Linked DNA regions of Zea mays: region 1 is linked to region 2. The links are chromatin contacts, called in public Hi-C maps. All regions are on one chromosome and are shown on one strand. Each heading gives the region's core, a stretch centred on a gene start, on an enhancer-like site or on the middle of the called end of the contact. The rest is flanking DNA. Distances are from core to core; before and after follow the strand shown. Region 1 holds the start of LOC100193870 (MAG2-interacting protein 2). Region 2 holds the start of LOC103636116 (cinnamoyl-CoA reductase 1).

Region 1 (5,153 bases), core at 1,000-3,499, 180 kb before region 2:
TCTGACCAGAAATAGTTACAATACAGTGGATAATCAGAAAAAATGATGCCCCCGGACCTCTACTGCAGAAAATGCACATGAAACTATGTTCCATATTATAAAACTATTTTCAAGAAACTAAAAAGAAAATGGAAATATGCAGATTGCTACTGTCTAGGGATTGTAGCAAAATGACAATAGTGCAATATTTCTGCCAACATAAACAAAAACTGGCACCTAATCTCCCAAAAAAATTAATTGGTCAACCTGAGGAACGAAAATGTAATGAGCAGTGTAAAATGTTTGCTTGGTGTAAATGGTAAAATGATGCATGGACTGAAATTCTTTCAATAATCAGTGCAACTTTTCTTCTAAACATGCAAATGGCAGCCTGCACCCGGACATTTGGATAAATAAATTTGGAGCCTTAACATAGACAATTTATATGTGAAGTACCTATGTCCAGGAAAACATGCAATTCTTTCTCTATCCTTAGTCAAACTTTCTAAAGTTTGACCAAGATTATAGAAAAAGATCAATATTTACAGCACAAAATATGTATACTAACAATATATTTCATGGCAAATCAAATGACACTTATTTGGTATTATAAATATTGATATTTTTATTATAATAAACTTGGTCAAACTCCAAATGGTTTGACTCAGTACTATGTTAGAATTGTATTCTTTCCTGAACAAAGGGAGAGGTAAGCTAGAAAACTGGAGTCACAACAACCTTACTTCTGCGTCAGCAGTGCATATTAAAAATACACAGCATAAAATGCTATTGTCACGACCAAATAAAGATATCTTCCACATATAACATTTTTTGTTAAATTAAATGCAAATTATGATGGTCTCATATGCCACATTTCTGAAAGGACTTCGAAGTTCAAGTAATATGTGGTTCACTCATTCCAATAAATATAACTTAATACTCTATATGCATGCGAATTGAGAGACAATTTCTTTCACGCTTAATACACATAATAGTAAACACCAATGAATAACACTAGAAGAACCAAAGCGATGAAGGAACAAGCAGGACGCTCACTCACTTGTGTAAACACCACAAGGTGATGCATAGCCATCGGCTTTCCTCAAGATGATGATGTGATTCCCAACAGTTACAGACACATATTCTGCATTTGGTGAGACAAACAGTGCGACGCCATCCCCCTTCTTCCTCTGCCTACTCTTCCCCAGCACCCTGTACCTATCCCACTTTTCCTTAAGTTTGCTCACACCTTCAAGGGTGGTTGGTGGTAGCATGAAGAAGCAAATGGTCAGCGCCACATCCTGTATGGATGGATTTGTGAAGGTTTCGAAGCGAAGGAATTGTACCTTGCAAGGAGAGATAGGAGAGGACACCTCCTCCTCCAGCATCTGAGCTACCACAACTTGTCGCAGCACCTTGGTATTCTTCTTGCTGTGTTTGCAAGAATTACATAACTATGAAGATGACCATCAAGATTTCACAGCTATTTAGCTTCCAAAATACTACTAAAAACTTGGTAAATTGAACAACTCGCAGCCACGTTGTACGAAACAAAAAGAACACATATAGATAGACAGGCTAAAAGGGGAAAAAACATTGTGAGCTATTGCTATGAACTCTGGCGACACCCTCACCCGAAAACAGAATTCGGGAAATGGACATCAAGGGAACATTATTGAAGAGCGCGAATCTACGATGACCCACCTCGCATCTCTCCCAAGCACAACGCGCCCGCGATTGGATTACGAGAGGGAGAAAGCATGGGAGGACGAGGAGGGGGAGAGGGAGGGGGCGGGCACTCACATGAGGGATCACGTGGGATCCCGACGCGTGCCGGTGGATCTCGTACAGTGCTTCATCGTCCTCCGGTGCCATCGCCGGCATCCCGCGCCTTGCTGAAGAGTGGAGATCTCCGCCGAGTTGAGCTCGAACTCGGGTCGAGGAGCTTGTTTGCGATACGTTTGGTGACTTTGGTCGAACCGAAGGGAGAGGGACCGAGGGGCGACGGACAGGACGGAGCGGTTTCGTTTGGTAACCGGTACCCTTTGGCCCTGTCTCGAAGGGAAAATCCCCCAGAACGAGTGAGCGCCGTCTATCTCTCTCTCTCGCCCGCACGCTCGAGCACCGGCGCTGGCAGGTGGAGAGCTCCGGCGAGGGGCCCCGATCAGGGGTGGGCGGTCAGGAGACCACCGGCGCAGTGCCGCGGGCGGGGGCGTCCGGCGTGAGTGGACGAAAGAGCGGCGGCGCGGGGAAGCGTCCTCTGCAGTCCTGCCCCGCTGACGTGTGGGGCCAGACTAGGTTCTATCCTGCACGTCAGCGGACCATCTGTGCACGGAGGTAAGGGGGCTAGTTTGGTACGGACGTGATCTGGGATTAGTTAGGCTCCATCCAGCCAGGTTCGCTCGTGTACCCTAAATATAAGTTTCAATCGGTCTTTGACGCTGGACGCTGCTGGATTCTCTATATATAGAGTTTCTCTAAACTATTCTCTATTTATTTAAATACTTTAAATAAACGATTTAGCAAAACTAAAATATATACAATACATTTGAAAGTATGGTAAATACGTATTTAAAAAATAAAAATGTCTCTAATATAGGTATTTGGGTATAGGGAATGTGATTTAGAATACGTTGTTGGAAAGAAAGGAGATATAGAGGATGAAATCTTTTAGACAAGACTGTAAATGATGGATATAGAGAACGTTGCTGGAGAGAAAGAAGATATAAATGATATGAAAGTCGTCTAGAGGGGGGTGAATAGGAAATTTATAAACTTAAGCACAACTACAAGCCGGGTTAGCGTTAGAAATATGAACGAGTCCGAGAGAGAGGGCGAAAAACAAATCGCAAGCAAAATAAAGAGTGAGACACAAGGATTTGTTTTACCGAGGTTCGGTTCTTGGAAACCTACTCCCCATTGAGGTGGTCACAAAGACCGGGTCTCTTTCAACCCTTTTCCTCTCTCAAACGGTCACTTAGACCGAGTGAGCTTCTCTTCTCAATCAAACGGGACACAAAGTTCCCGCAAGGACCACCACACAATTGATGTCTCTTGTCTCGGTTACAATTGAGTTGATCACAAGAAAGAATGAGAAAAAGAAGCAATCCAAGCGCAAGAACTCAAATGAACACAAGTCACTCTCTCACTAGTCACTAATTGATTGGGAATGATCTTTGGATTTGGGAGAGGACTTGATCTCTTTGGTGTGTCTTGTATTGAATGCTATAGCTCTTGTAAGGTGTAGGAAGTCTGAAAACTTGGATGCTATGAATGGTGGGTGGTTGGGGGTATTTATAGCCCCAACCACCAAACTAGCCGTTTGGTGAAGGCTGCTGTCGTATGTTGCACCGGACAGTCCGGTGCGTCACCGGACACTGTCCGGTGCGCCTGCCACATCACCCAGCCGTTGGATTCTGACCGTTGGAGCTTTTGTCTTCTGGGCCACCGGACAGTCCGGTGGTGCACCGGATAGGTCCTGTAGACTGTCCGGTGCGCCTTCTGACGCGTGCCTGACTTCTGCGCGCACTGTAGCGCATTTAATGCGGTTGCAGGCGACCGTTGGCGCTGAAGTAGTCGTTGCTCCGCTGGCACATCGGACAGTCCGGTGCGCCACCGGACACTGTCCGGTGCTACACCGGACAGTCCGGTGAATTATAGCGGACTGGCTCCCAGAATTCCCGAAGGTGAGCAGTTCGGAGTTGGAGTCCATGGTGCACCGGACGCTGTTCGGTGGTGCACCGGACAGTCCGGTGCGCCAGACCAGGGGACACTCCGGCTGACTTTTGCTCTCTATATTTGAATCCTTTTTCGGTCTTTATATTGGTTTGATGTGAACCTTTGGCACCTGTAGAACTCATAATCTAGAGCAAACTAGTTAGTCCAATTATTTGTGTTGGGCAATTCAACCACCAAAATTAATTAGGAAAATGTGTAAGCCTATTTCCCTTTCAATCTCCCCCTTTTTGGTGATTGATGCCAACACAAACCAAAGCAAATATAGAAGTGCATAATTGAACTAGTTTTCAGAATGTAAGTGCAAAGGTTACTTTAGAATTGAACCAATAAATTTTCATAAGATATGCATGGATTGATTTCTTCATTTTTAACATTTTGGACCACGCTTGCACCACATGTTTTGTTTTTGCAAGTTCTTTTGTAAATTCTTTTCAAAGTCTTTTTGCAAATAGTCAAAGGTAAATGAGTAAGATTTTGAGAAGCATTTTAGAGATTTGAAATTTTCTCCCCTTGTTTCAAATGCTTTTCCTTTGACTAAACAAAACTCCCCCTCAATAAAATCCTCCTCTTAGTGTTCAAGAGGGTTTTATATATTAGTTTTGAAAGGGTTGTACTAATTTGAAATTCTATCAAAAGTAAGATACCAAATTGAAAAATCTTTTCTTAACTCAAAATTTTGAAATTGGTGGTGGTGCGGTCCTTTTGCTTTGGGCTAATACTTTCTCCCCCTTTGGCATGAATCGCCAAAAACGGATACTAGAGTGAAATATAAGCCCTTAGTTATTTTCTTTCCCTATGGTAAATAACATATGAGTGAAGCTTATACCAAAGTTGGAGAGCGGCGCGGAGCGACGGCGAAGGATGAGTAATTTTCGATGGAGTGGAGTGGAAGCCTTTATCTTCGCCGAAGACTCCAATTCCCTTTCAATCTATGACTTAGCATGAAATTCACTTAAAACACATTAGTCATAGCACATGAAAGAAATATGATCAAAGGTATATCAATGAGCTATGTATGCAAAACATCAATAAAAATTACTAGAATCAAGAATATTTAGCTCATGCCTAAGTGAAAGTCGCCTAGAGGGGGGGTGAATAGGGCGAAACTGAAATTTACAAAGTTAATCACAACTACAAGTCGGGTTAGCTTTAGAAATATAAATGAGTCCGAGAGAGAGAGTGTAAAACAAATCGCAAGCGAATAAAGAGTGTGACACACGGATTTGTTTTACCGAGGTTCGGTTCTCGCAAACCTACTCCCCGTTGAGGTGGTCACAAAGGCCGGGTCTCTTTCAACCCTTTCCCTCTCTCAAACGATCCCTCGGACCGAGTGAGCTTCTCTTCTCAAATCAATTGGGAACCAAACTTCCCGCAAGGACCACCACACAATTGGTGTCTCTTGCCTCAATTACAAGTGAGTTTGATCTCAAGAAAGA
Region 2 (5,705 bases), core at 2,768-5,267:
AAGAACTTACAAGCACGTTTAATGTACAAACTGAAATGTTGGAAGAATCTTTATTAGGAGATCAAAATGATGTAGAGGTTCCTCCAAAAAGAAAACGAGTGACGAGAAAGAAGAAAGCTACTTGGCGTCCATTAAATCGACGAAAGCAACTAGATCCTGATTTTGATTACGATTACGATTGACGAGTATGGATCATGATTTTATTGCATATTTTATGATTTTATTGCATATTTTATTATTTTATTGTCGATTTATGTACTAACTTGTTTTTGTTAAAATAGGATGTCAAAGAAAATGAAGTCTTTAGCTCGTAGTTTGCTTGGGTCGAGGAGTAGCTCGAGGAGCAGCTCGAGGGGTGAGGATTCAGTTTTTCAGGGCACAGGTTCTACCATGAGCAGACGGAGAGCGCTGGCAGAACATTTGCCTCCACAAGATGTAAGTTAGTTGTTAAATTACATTATTTGAGTTACTTAATATTGTCTGATGTAAGCTATTTGTTTCATAGGATGCTGAAATTGAGGAACCAGTGGTAGAGGATCATGCAAGAGATGATGTTGAAGATGATGGTGGAGATAATGTGGGAGATGATGCTGGAGACGACGCTGGTGGGGATTCTGGGGCTGGGGATTCTGGGGCTGGTGGAGATTCTGCAGCTGGGTCTGGAACTTCTCGAGTTAAGAGAACGAGGAAGCTGCATTTTGTTGGACCACCTCCAGAGCTTCCACCCGAATCTCGGGTTGTGATAAAGCCTAGTGGAAAGTGAGTGACATATCTTTGCTTAAATGTTATTGAAAGTTATGTTTTAATTTCTACATTGATTTCTGTTTGCAGGACTTGGATCGACGACTCGTTCACAGGCACAGGACACTACAGGCAGGTGAACATGGTTCTTGGTAATCTTGTTCGTCTGCACTGGCCTGGTCTTGTGACTTTGCCTACTGGCGAGTCTGTCCCCGCCACCACTTGGGAGCATTATCGCTATGGTGTCTGTAGAACGTTTGGCAACACACAGGCACTAGTTTGGGATGCATTCTGGGTATGACTTGTTTATACTATTTTAGTTATTCCATATATGTTTGCTTTTATGATAACACTATGGTTTTTGCAGAAACGGTACAAGTTGCCGGACGATGGATCATATGATATGAACGCTCGTTACGTGTTTGAGTTTAACGCGAACGATGTCGTTGCAGATGCAATGTACTATGCACGAATTCAGGCTATAAAGGCATGGTACAGAGCAAATGCTGATGATCGACCGATGCCAAATACAAAGGCCGAGTGGTCATCAATTTACTTGACGGAGGAGCAATACCTAGAGGTAAACAGGTTGTTGCCTCTCATATCGCACAAAGCCATGTATTTGCTTGCTTTATTTAAAAAATTTCATGTAGGTGTCGGTGCCGTGGATGGCCACCCGATCAGACGGTTATCGGGCATTGTGCAGATGGTGGGCTTCCCCTGACTTTCGTGCCATTTCCGAAAGGAACAGGGGAAACCGTGGGACTGAGTCGTTCCACAACTACGGCGGTGATGGTCATGTGCGCTTGGCTAAGCGAATGGTAAGTCACAGTTTGTCGTAACTTTGAATCACATAGAAATGTGTCATTATAACTTTTATGTACAGGAAGTCAAATCCGGCCGTACGCCCACGGATGTGGAGGTGTATATGCAAGGGCATAGGGGTTCTGATCCTCAGAATCCTGATGTGTTATGCACTCAGACGGCCACCGACCGTCTAGTGAGTTGATATTGTTACTCTATTATGTGTGTTGATATTGTTTGCAAGGGCATAGGGGTTATGCACTTATATTTGATATTGTTTGCCTCCAGGCTTCGTATGGGCAGGAGATGGTTCAACGCCATGGGGAGGAGTACGATTGGAGGAGCCAGCCAATCGACCCTCAGGCAGCCTATGCTAGCGCAGGAGGACAAGCCCATGGACGGTGAGATTATTTGATTTGGTTTTCAAAATTGTCATCATATGCTTGCGATTCAACTGAGCCATGAGTTACTATACTAAGTGCATGGTTCACTCTTGTAGGTTGGGTATTTTTGATTCTACGATTGATTCCAGAGAGCTGAGACGCCGTGGACGACAATCCACATCGTCGTCTTCACAGTCGTCCCGTTCACGATCAGCAGCCCATGAGATAGAGCTTGCAGTGTTGCGTCAACAGGCAGAGTACCATCAATCAGTCTTGAGGGAACAATTGGAGTACCAGAGGCAACAATCTGAATACCAGAGACAACAAGCCGAGTACCAGAAGAAGAGGGACGAGTATTATGCAAGCCTCCAGGCCCAAAATCAAGCTCTTCTCTCGGTAAGTTGAAGTAACATTTTGTAGCTTATTTTGCAAAACACTTGATGTGTATCTTGTTTGTTCAACAATGACTTGTATATAATTTGTAGCAACTAGCCCAACAAGCGGGCGTCCCGATGCCGACATATGGGATGCCGCCTCCGGACTTTGCACTGCCAATGCCAATGTTGGCGCCTCCACCTCCGTCTCCGCCTCCGTCACAATTCCCTATGGTATGTACACATATGCGTGTGTGACATGTTCATAAATGTCTTATGTGTTTAAATGAACAACTGAGTGGTTACTATTTCATGTGCTTGTGTTATAGGGATTTCAGACACCACCCGCTTCAGTTGCCGCACCTGGAGATGGGTTTGGTCAGGACGACACAACAAATTCGTGGGTGAACACCATTTTCAACACGCAGAGTCCAGCCGGAGGAGGTGGCTACTCGAACCATCCAGACGATGGATATGATTGATGTGTCGTGATGTTTTTTATGAAACACTTTGCAACACTTGTTTGTGAGACACAATTTCAGTTTGCAACAACCGTCGAACCTATATGTTGATGTTAAATTTGTGAATGTTAATATTTATGTGAGACTATTTGTGATTGTGAATACTTATTAGAATGTGTGTATTTGTGATTGTGAATGTGAATTTGTATATGTGCATGAATCTGTTTTTGTTTTGTAAATGTCAGATTTTTTAAAAAACAGAATTTTGTGTAAATTCTGTAATTTGTTATGTCCGACGGCTTAATGGTAGCCGTCGGACATAACTCTTTTGTTATTTCCGACGGCATTAACTACCGTCGGACATAAGCAATGCTTATCTCCGACGGCCTAGCGGGAGCCGTCGGACTTAATTCAGTGGGACCCACATCCCGACCGGTAAAACGGTTGGGATTTGTTATCTCCGACGGGCATAGGCAGCCGTCGGAGATAACTTATGTCCGACGGCTGCCGTCGGACATAGCACTATTTCCGACGAGTTATCTCCGACGGCTTAAAGCCGTCGGAGATAAGGCTTGACCGTCGGAAATAATCTATTTCCGACGGTTTATTCCTTATGTCCGACGGCTTTGGCCGTCGGACGTTTCTGCGTTTACTGTAGTGCATATAATCTATCTCTCTGTTATAATATAAGATATCAAATATTCCGTCGGTCTCGATCAGGATCCGGACAGTTATAGAGCCTGGTTATCTATGAGGCGCTAGTATACTGTTGAGCTTCATAATCAAACAGGGACCATCGAAATCAATGGCCTGCGATACAATAGCGTGGCTGCTTCCGCTACCAGCTCCAGCGCAATAAATTAACACCAAGAAGAAGTTGGAGGCAGCGGAGGAGGACAAGAAGAGTTGAGCACATTACTCTCACAAGATCCGAAGCCGAACCCAAGGCTAGACCTAGACGGACCGTCAGGCAGGAACGCCCGTGCGATGCCTGCCGTCCAGCGCAGCTACCCCCCACCCCAACCCATGTGGCCATGTCCCGGGCGGCAGGCCCAGGCTCCGTCTGACAAAAAACAAGCCTCGGTGAAGGTAGAGTACCGAGCCTACCTACCCAACCCCAGTCGCGCGACGAAGACAGCCGAGTCCTCTCCTCTGCTCAGCCAGTGGTGCTCGCCCTAGTAGTGTAGTACGTGGCTATTTTACCCACCCCACTCGCCGTGAATACCCTCTCCACCAACACCGAGAGGCACTACCGCAGCAGCGCGGGAGCAGGCCCGGCAGGCATGGGCGTGCTTCGGAGCACGCAGAGCCTTGAGGCGGAGGTGGACGAGCTGCGCGCCGCGCTCCTGGCGGGCGGGTGGCGCCGCTCGGCGGGCCACGCGGACGCTAAGCGCGCTCCCCGGGGTGACGCCGGAGGGGCCGCGGCGCGCGCCGTGTGCGTAACTGGCGGCATCTCCTTCGTCGGGTTCGCCGTCGTCGACCGCCTCCTCCGGCACGGGTACACCGTCCGCCTCGCGCTGGAGACGCAAGGTACCAGCCGTCCCGTCCGTCCTCCCCCACACCAACCTACCCGGCTGCTTCTCTCGCTCGCTCTGAAGCTCTCGCGCGCGCCCCTCGGCCCGGCCCGGCCCCGGTGGCAGGGACGGGGTATACGTGAAAAAAAAAATCCTCGTCCATCTCAGCCCAGAAAGCGATCGCTCTCGTCTGATTGGATGCGAATCGTCCACGACCAGTCGACCGCAAGCGCGGTCACCGGATCAAACAAAGTATGGGTAAGCACGAAGCGGACATGCTCGTTCACGCGGCACCATGCGTCCATGTCCCAACGCCTCGACTTCTCACGTGTTTAGGCAAGCCTGCCTACAAACAGGAAGGAAAAGTATTGGGGTCCCGCTTGTCTCGTTATTACTGTTAGCCCGTTTGTTCTTATCATTCTCTCGCGTTGGGCAAAGGCCGCCGGCCAGGTTTTCATCTGGCTCGTCTCTTCATTCTTTCCCTCGATGATGAGTTGCCTTGCTGACAATGGCCTCTTGCTCCGTTTCAGACGAAGGCTAATAGAACAGAGCCTACCTTTTTCTCTCTTTCCCTTTTATCATTTGTTTGCTAAAAGATTGGATGGTACTCTATTTTGTTTGTTTGTTTTGTGATCAACGCACCCGCTGAAACGACCGAGAGAAACACGAGTACACGACGAAGGACGAAACGAACTTATGATCAACCTAACTTGCACGGCAAAGACGGGAAGCACACGTCCGTCCCCGCCAGAACTTGCGCTTTGACTTTGTAATAAAACTGGTCGTCGTCCTCTAGTGCCAAACATGTAGATGAACAGAGTACTCCAAGTGGTACCGTGGTGAGCCAGTGGCGAGGGTCTAGCTAAGGTTTCTGAAACCTCCCCACCACAGCCTACAACTTTGCTATCGCACGTCGTGGGCTGACAGTGACTCTGTTCTGCCGTGTCGTCCGTCACTAGCGAATCCCCCCGGTCACTCCCAGGTTTCGAGCGTTTCGGTTTATTTGATCTCTAAGTACGTGTCTTGGCGTGCAGAGGACATGGACAAGCTGCGGGAGATGGAGATGTTCGGCGAGGACGGCCGGGATGGGGGGGTGTCGACGGTGATGGCGAACGTGATGGACCCGGACGGCCTGCGCCGCGCCTTCGACGGGTGCGCCGGCGTGTTCCACACCTCCGCCTTCGTCGACCCCGGGGGCATGTCCGGCTACACGGTGAGGACGACAACAAACTTTCGTTCTTACTGGGAGCGTTTCCTTTTTCCTATGAATTCTAGCCTCATACCTCTCACGTCGACACTAGGACTAGACATGTCACGTGGCGTCAATAGGTTCGGGCTGTGTTGGGGACATGCATGGTAGCATGTGTAATAGAACCTGGATTGCAGGATAGTCTGATAAGGAGACATGATCCATGAAATCTGCTGCTC

Evidence for each region. Hi-C and Micro-C count contacts between places; a contact is called where the count stands out from the background.
Region 1: a contact with region 2 is called in a Hi-C map of leaf, with 2.7 times the contacts expected there. The contact joins the promoter of LOC100193870 here to the promoter of LOC103636116 in region 2. A contact is called at or near these places in 18 of 25 Hi-C or Micro-C datasets (bundle sheath, ear, endosperm and 6 more) and 2 of 3 datasets of contacts at active chromatin or transcription factors (leaf and seedling).

What each region holds. Positions count from the first base shown.
Region 1 is chr8:150,194,776-150,199,928 of Zm-B73-REFERENCE-NAM-5.0, reverse strand. It overlaps LOC100193870 (MAG2-interacting protein 2), which reads right to left and starts at 2,249. Exons shown (of 11, transcript NM_001359312.1): 1 at 1,783-2,249; 2 at 1,326-1,410; 3 at 1,040-1,228; 4 at 1. The coding sequence starts at 1,863.
Region 2 is chr8:150,018,714-150,024,418 of Zm-B73-REFERENCE-NAM-5.0, reverse strand. LOC103636116 (cinnamoyl-CoA reductase 1) reads left to right here and starts at 4,017. Exons shown (of 5, transcript NM_001301557.1): 1 at 4,017-4,293; 2 at 5,312-5,490. The coding sequence starts at 4,047.